2 separate regions of the Mus musculus genome follow, and region 1 is linked to region 2. Evidence: chromatin contacts called from public ChIA-PET data. All regions are on one chromosome and are shown on one strand. Each heading gives the region's core, a stretch centred on a gene start, on an enhancer-like site or on the middle of the called end of the contact. The rest is flanking DNA. Distances are from core to core; before and after follow the strand shown.

Region 1 (3,669 bases), core at 770-3,269, 410 kb before region 2:
ACATTGCAGTAGATGTTAATTAATAGCAATAAAAACAATACTCTGAGATCATAGAAGGGTTACAACTCCCTTTCGACGTTATTTTGTGCTAAAGGTCTGTGGCACAGAATGCCTGTCCTTAAAACCTTTCATATCGAGTAACTGAGTCTGGGGAGATGGCTTAGGAGCTAATCTGCACGAGGACCTGGGTTTGGCTCCCCAGCACCTAAATAAAAAGTAGGGTGTGGTGCTGCAGGCCTGTAACTCCAGCGGTAGGGAGACAAACAGGGAAGAGGATTTCAGGGGCTTGGCCGGCCAGTTTAGCCAAACTGTGCTCCAGGTTCAGTGAGAGGCCCTGCTTTAAAAATAAGGCGTACAGCAACAGAGGAGACTGATGCTGACCTCTGACCTCTGCACATGGATACACTGGGGGTACACAGATGTACACACATGCACTCCCAACAGAGCATCCCTGATCTAAATAAGTCAGTTACTAGCAGCACAGGAAGGGTAATTAGCAGTGAGACATGAAAACAGTTTTCATAATTTCAAGTAAGGTAAGGGTTGGGCCTCAGAAGCCATATTAACTGTGCAAGCCAGCTTTCCACTGAAGACAATGCAGTCTCCAGGGTCTCAGCCTCTAGTGCAGGCCACACCTTAAGCCCAGACTAAGGTAGAATAGTTAAGGAAAGATGAAAAAGGTAACTGTAGCTGATGATACTCAAACAGGTCGCTTAGCAACTGGAAGCCTGCGGGAGGGGCTCAAGGGCAGCTGAGGTGAGTCTACCCTGTGAATGTGCAACTGAAGATGTGGTAAGGCGACTGGCTATTCGACAACATGGCTTGAAAACTCAGCCCAACAGGAAGCAGCTCGTGGTTGGATCTTTGTTCAGCCTTTTGTTTGTTTGGCCTCACTTAGAGCAGTGGTTCTAGGCCTTCCTGATGCTGCGACACTTTCCTACAGTTCTCATGTTGTGGGCCCCCAACCATTAAATTATTTTTTCGCTACTTTATAACTGTAGTTTTGTTACTATTATGAATTATGATATCAATCTCTGATATGCAGGTCATCTGATATGCCACACCCAAAGGGCTGTGACCCACAGGTTGAGGAGTGCTAATCTGAGTCAATTTGTTGTGACCACAATGCAGGGTCCTAGGCTTAAAACATATTGCGGGGAACAAAGCCTAAACAATGTAAGTAAAGAGAACAGGATTGTAGTTCACTTAATAAAATGATGGAATAAAGTGCTCACCCGTAAGGAATCCTAGCACTAGGGAGGCTGAGGCAGGAAGATCTGGTTCAAGGCTTGACTGAGGAATATAGAGGCTGTTTTAGAAACCCAAGGGCTAGGACACAGCTCTACTGTAGAGTGCTTCCTAATATGAGCAAGGCCCTGGGTCTGGTCTACAGTACAAAACCAACAATGGGGCTAAGCTATGGCTGCCTCAGCCTTTGCTCCCATGCCCAGGCTGCTCCACACTGCTATCTCAGAAGCATTCTGAGACCCATTCCCCAACAAGACCCTGTGGCTTAACTTCTTTGTCATGACCCTCCATTATGTGCAGGATCGAGGCTTACTGAGGTCTTTTATTCTTCATATCTTCATGACAGCTTGGCCTGCTGAACAATCTGCAGTCCCTGGCTTCTTGTCTCTCAGCTTAAGCACACTGTCCCCACTGCCTACAACACTCTTCCCTGATCTTACCCAGCTTTTCCATTTCCCTCCAGGCTGAAGCCGGCCACCACTTCCTCCCAGAATCTCCCAGAATTAGTGATGCTCACAGTCCTTCAGCTTTACCCAGGTTCAGATGTAAAACACCCCCACAAAAGGTGCATGTGTTGAGACTTGGCCCTAGGTCTTCTGTCTTTCAAATCTAGACACACTATCTTAAAAACAAAGCCTATAGTTTGTGACCAACATCTTCCCTGCTTAGCTGTCAACTGTATTTTCTTGACTTAGAGAAATCTGACAACGGCACCACAGTGAGGCCTTCCAGTGACAGACAGCTGCCACCCAGCTCTGAGATCAAGGATGCTGGTTAGCAAAGGTGTTTAACATTTCCTATGTGGTGACTCAGAACCACATTAACATCTGGTGTAAGATGGTATCTGATTTTGCCCTTATTTTAAGTATCTATTACTAGGACTATCAAGCTACCTCAGCAAGAGCTGAAGTTTGATTCCCAGCACCGACGTGGCAGCTCAGAAGTCTCTGTAAATCCAGTTCTGAAGGATCTGATGTTCTCTTCTGACTTCAGCAGACAAAAAGTGTGCACATACAGGCAAAATACTGATATACAGAAAATAAGTATCTAAAATATTAATAATAATTGCCTATCACTGATGGTAAAGGAAGGGCAACAGTGTCAGTTTCTACCAAGTCAAATCTATGCTTAACTGTGCATCATGGGAGAACAAGGCTAGTGCTCAAATCTATGCTCAACTGTACATCACGGGAGAATAAGGCTAATGCTAAAATGCCATTTCTCTCTAAAAATATCTTGATGCGATTTTAAAGAGGTCAAACAGCTCCTTTGGAAAAATTCTTTCAACTCTAAGCTGTGCAAAAAAAACCACATCAAGTGGAACTTCAAGAGAGATGGCTGAGCGGACAAAGCATTAGCTTCAAAAGCCTGACAACCTGAATTTGTCATTTGAGTCCCTGGAATAAGCCAGAAGCTCTCAGGCCAGCCCGCCTGGAGTACACAGTGCAGCAGCAAAATACGAGCAGAGGACCCATCTCAACCTGGCAAGGGAAAGAACCGACTCCTGAACACTGTCCTCTGATCTTCACACACATGCTGTGGCATGCAGATGTCCCCGACATCCAACATCCAACACACACACATACACACACACACACTTTACACCACTTCTGAGAAGGCCATTTTTGTTTTCACGGCAGCATCGCTCGATCGAGCTGCCATAGAACAGCAGACACACAGCAACCCACGACTCTGCACTGGGAAAGGAGAGGGAAGAACAAGAAAGCCCAACACTCAAGCTTCAGAACATAATTATTCAAATAGATTTTAATGATTTCAATTCAATACAACTGAAAATGTAGTGTCATTAAATAACATTTCTGCTATAATCCAGAGGACAGTTTGGAGGCCATTTCCGGGCAGAAGCATCACACCCTAAGGTTTCGGTTATTAAGTGAGATGACTGACGGGGGGCATGGCAGGGGCGGGGCCACAATGATCAGCTCATAGAATTTGGCGAAGAGAGGAAAAAAACCAAAACCAATGCAACTAACTAAGTAGCTACAGATATTAGTAAAATAAAAATACAACCCAATGTCCATCTTAAATGACTAGAAAAATACAGGTAAAGTCACAGCAAATAAAGTCTTCACAGAGTTTGGTAACTTTATTTGCATTTTATAGTGATTTCTTAAGGCCTATGTCCAATGAAACCATCTTAAAAAGCTCTATGAGGAATGGAAGTTTATGTGTCCACGACTCTTTTAAAAAGCTTAGATTTCTGAGTGAGCAAGGTTCACCTTGGTGGGCAGGGGCCCTGCCTCCTCATGTTCTTCAGTCTGAGACCTAACAATCACAAGAGAAGGAGCTGGGTATCTGCTCAGCTTTTGTTCATTCATAAATTCCAAGTCACCATAGATACTCAGCTTCTGCAAGAGAAGAACCAGAACACACCATTAACGTAGACACTCAGGAATCTCC
Region 2 (3,792 bases), core at 1,134-3,633:
ATTGAACTCAGGACCTTCGAAAGAGCAGTCAGTGCTCTTACCTGCCGAGCTACATCTCCAGCCCATGACAGCAGATTTCTTAAGAGGATCTCTGAGCTTGTGCCCGAGTACTTTTTAGATGCTAGGTATCCATCACGTGGGCAGCTCTCTGGCTCTGGGGGACCCTCCACCTGCCATACTCCTCAGCAGATGAACTAACACCAGTACTTCCCAGTCTCCATGAAAGCAAAGCCATTCCCATCCCAGTTCACCTACCAGTGACTTCTTGTGTGGTACCAGTTTCCACTTGGCTGGCTCTCATCTTTTTTCTAAATCATTCTGACTGGACTCCTTCTCCTCCTCTCAGTTGGCTCCTTTCCCATCTGCCTTCATGCTGCCTCCGGGAGCCGTCTGGGGCTCTCCCTACACCGGGTTGATGGCGCCCTGGGTCTTTTTCAGACTTCTCCTTCATATCTACTCCTTATGTGGGAGTATGTGTGTCCCTGTCTGCAGTCTTTCCCGAGACCGCATCTGCTGTCGTTACTAGGATTGCAATGCAAACCACCCTGAAACTCCGTGGCTTAGCAAACCCATCAGTTTGTGATGCATTGTAATTTGTGGGTTGGAAATTTGGGCAAGGCTGGGCAGAGCTCTGCAGTGCAATTCATCTGGCCTGCGGGGCCCAGGTAGAGGTTATGGGTGGTGGTTAGCTTGTGAGTGAGCTTGCCTAGGGTCTAGTATGGCTTCACTGGCATTGTTGTGGGCAAGGCTGCAAGGTTGGGCTTAGCTGGGAATGTCATTTAGAGCATCCACGTGTGGATTCTTTGTCGTGACAGTTTCAGGAGAGTTAGATTTCTTACCTGGCAGCTAGGTCCCCCAGAGGGACAGTTCCAGGAGGCCTAGGAGATGCAGCAAAACTTCCCATGACCTGGGGTTGCAAGCTTTGGTTGAAATGTCACTGAAGGTGATGCAGACTCAGGGGAGAGGATTAGACTCCTCTTTCTCTTGAGTCTTGAGAGGAGCCACGAGGCTCTAGTACCCTTTAACCTAGAACAGGTGTAGAGCCCTGTGCCTTTCAGATGCCCCCACGGGGCTGGTGATTGTTTTTTGCTGGTTTGTTTTTGCAGGTGTGTAGCCCCCCTTTCAACAGAGGGGTGCGTATCAGAACTGTGGTACATTCAGTGAATGTTTAACAATAGCTGGAAAGTTCTTGGTCCTTATCCTCACTCATTTCCCCCCCATCCCCCCCCCACTCCCCTAACTGGGTACTAACACTTCTTCCTCACTCCAAGCTCCCCCCACCTCCGCCTGCAGTACTGCCGCTAGCTGGACCTCTGAAATCTGCCCTTGGCCAACACTTTGGCCAGGCCCTGCCCAAGTGCCATTTCTCCCAGCTAGCAGCATAGGAGCGCTGAGGACTCTACTTGCCTCTCCTCATCCGAGAGGACACGCAAGCACGCACATCCAAAGTGGAGAGATCTGAAAGGCGGGTCCCGTCTCCCGCCACTTACGGACTCCAGCACTTGAGTCAAATCTGCACTCTGGGGATCTGCCCAGCCTTGGGCCACGTGGACCAGGTTACCCTTCTGACTTCTTCTTCTTTTTTTTTTTTCCCTCCTGACTTCTTACCTACTGCCCTCTGATAGTCACACCAATCCTCTTGGGGCGTTGCATTCTCTCTCCTTAGAACCACACCCCCCTCCCATGTCTTTCCTAATTGCACCCTCTCATTCATTCATACATTAGCCAGCTCCCCGCAGGAACCCTCCCACTCACTACTGCCTCAGATTAGAAAAGGACCTTTTCCCTCCATCATATCCCCTCTCCTATCGTTTTCTTTTCTTTTTGAGACAGGGTCTCATGTAGCCTAGGCTGGCCTTAAACTTGCTTTATAGCTGGGATGGACCCTGAATTTCTGATCCTCCTGTCTCCATCTTCCAAATGTTGGGATAATACCACAACCGTTTCATGCAGTGGTGGGGATCAAACCCAGGGCTTTCTGGATATTAGGCAGGCATGCCACCCACCGGGCCACACCCCTCGATGCTCTGTGTTTTCTTTCCTTCTTTAAATGGCCTTGTCTTGTTTTTACATGTCATGAGAGATGAGATGGTCCCATCACCCTGAAGAAATGAATGGAGTTTTAACAGAGATTAACCTCAGTGATCTGAAGAGTTGTTCTTTCTACCTATCCGCCTTACTTGGAATGCTCCTGGTTTCTGACCAGCCCTCAGAGATCCAGACCAGGCCACCAATAGTCGGTGCCCTCCCTGATCTCCCTCCGGTTATCTGTCCTTTCTGAGGGTCCCACACATTCCTTCTGGTTTCTTGCTCACAGGGTTGGGCCTCAAGCAAAACCCCAGCCTGGGGCTGCCTCCTCCGCACTGAGTCATTCCTTCCTCTCCTCCCCTCCCCCACCGTACTGGGGCTGCAAGGCCTCAGCCACCACAGCGCTATGCTTTGGTTACGGTAGGAGTTGCCACAGTTGAGTTTGTGGATGGATGAAATCATGAGGCTGTTTTCACATAAACAGCTATTAAGGTAGAACCAGCCCAGCCCATAATCAATCTAAACCCAGGGGACAGTGACAGAAGCGCTGGATGCAGGGTCCCCTGCTTGGCTTTTTTGTCAGCCTGCTGATGACCAGGCCCGTCCTCATTCCTGCCATTTGGTGCAGCATGGGGCTCTACGGAACTGGTCCAGGTTCAGTCTCCAGGGGCACCACGGGAAACCCCTCCAGGCTCAATCTCCAGGTTCTCACTGGGCCCTGATGATGTTTGGCCTTGAACAAAAGCAATTTATTGAAGATGGTTTATTCGTGGCCCAGGGGCTCCTCCTGGTGCCCACCTTGTTGCCACCGACCCTTTCAGCTGCTTTCTAGTAATTCCAAGAGTCTGTTTCAACTTCCTGAGGGTCTGGAACCTTTCTAGAACTGAGTAGCATGGCATTCTGGCAGTCATCAAGTGCAGGGTGCCTGCAGAGGACCACAGACTCTGTCCTGCCCAGCCATGATTCTCAGTTTAAGTGAAACCCTAATATAGAAGAGAGCTTTGTGTTCAATTGGCAGTAATGGAAAGAAATGTGAATGTTTTTGTCACAGGTCCCAGCTGCCTTCAAAGCATTTTCTGCACAGGCCACCTGGCCATTTGTTCTCCATAGATGTCACATACCCCTGGGACCCGTGTCTTTCTGAAGTGCCTTAGCTTTTGGACAACACAAAGCACAGCAGTTTGGGGCACTTCCTGTGGGTCAGGTCCCGGTCTAAGCACTCAGACTCCTTTCTGTGACGCTCATGTTCCCATTTTATAGTTGTGAAGACTGAGGTCCAGAGTAGCTTAAGTTATGCTCGGTTCTCCAGCAAACCAGAGGCAGGGCCACATCCAGAGTACCAAGAACCTGTGGGGCTTGGTCACAGATCTCTTGCCAATCACCGCAAACTTTGTCTTTCTTCTCTTTCTACCTTTCTTGGCTTTTTCAGCAAGCTTTTCTCTTGGCTCAGGTCCCTTTCACACAGTGGAGGGAGTATGTTGGTGCTGTGAGGCCAGGTCAGGTCAGGGCTATTTTATAGTCCATCAACTCCCCTGAGCTGAAGGCTCGGAGAAGAACCTGGGGTATAAGAAGTGAGCCCCTGCAGGGCTGCCTGGGCTGCAGTGCCCGGTCCAGCCTCTGCCATGGGTTGCCTGATCCTGATCAGCATCTTCTACCTGCAGAGAGGACACTTCGGCCTCTTCCAGGGCATGACCAAGTGACAAGTGACAAGATGTATCCAGTTGGTAAATCATGAGTCCTGCTTCCACCATTCTGCAAGCCTTC

What was found. ChIA-PET counts read pairs in DNA pulled down with a chosen protein or histone mark.
Region 1: an RNA polymerase II ChIA-PET map of effector CD8 T cells shows a contact between it and region 2, with 5 read pairs. The contact joins two enhancer-like sites. A contact is called at or near these places in 4 of 39 promoter capture datasets (embryonic stem cells, liver and pre-B cells), 6 of 115 datasets of contacts at active chromatin or transcription factors (T-cell acute lymphoblastic leukemia, double positive thymocytes, effector CD8 T cells and 3 more) and 1 of 9 other capture datasets (adipose tissue).

The regions. Positions count from the first base shown.
Region 1 is chr4:107,200,316-107,203,984 of GRCm38.p6, reverse strand. Tmem59 (transmembrane protein 59) reads right to left here. Exons shown (of 8, transcript NM_029565.3): 8 at 2,989-3,617. The coding sequence ends at 3,462. Among named protein-coding and RNA genes, the nearest start is that of Ldlrad1, 7.0 kb to the left of the region's middle. Within about 2 kb of position 2,019, at least 23 of the 459 cell types and tissues checked have an H3K27ac peak or open chromatin away from gene starts, as enhancers often do. A contact at or near this core is called in T-cell acute lymphoblastic leukemia and effector CD8 T cells, where this site is marked.
Region 2 is chr4:106,786,587-106,790,378 of GRCm38.p6, reverse strand. The region is part of intron 1 of Acot11 (acyl-CoA thioesterase 11); the gene reads left to right. Among named protein-coding and RNA genes, the nearest start is that of Acot11, 11 kb to the left of the region's middle. Within about 2 kb of position 2,383, at least 176 of the 459 cell types and tissues checked have an H3K27ac peak or open chromatin away from gene starts, as enhancers often do. A contact at or near this core is called in T-cell acute lymphoblastic leukemia and effector CD8 T cells, where this site is marked.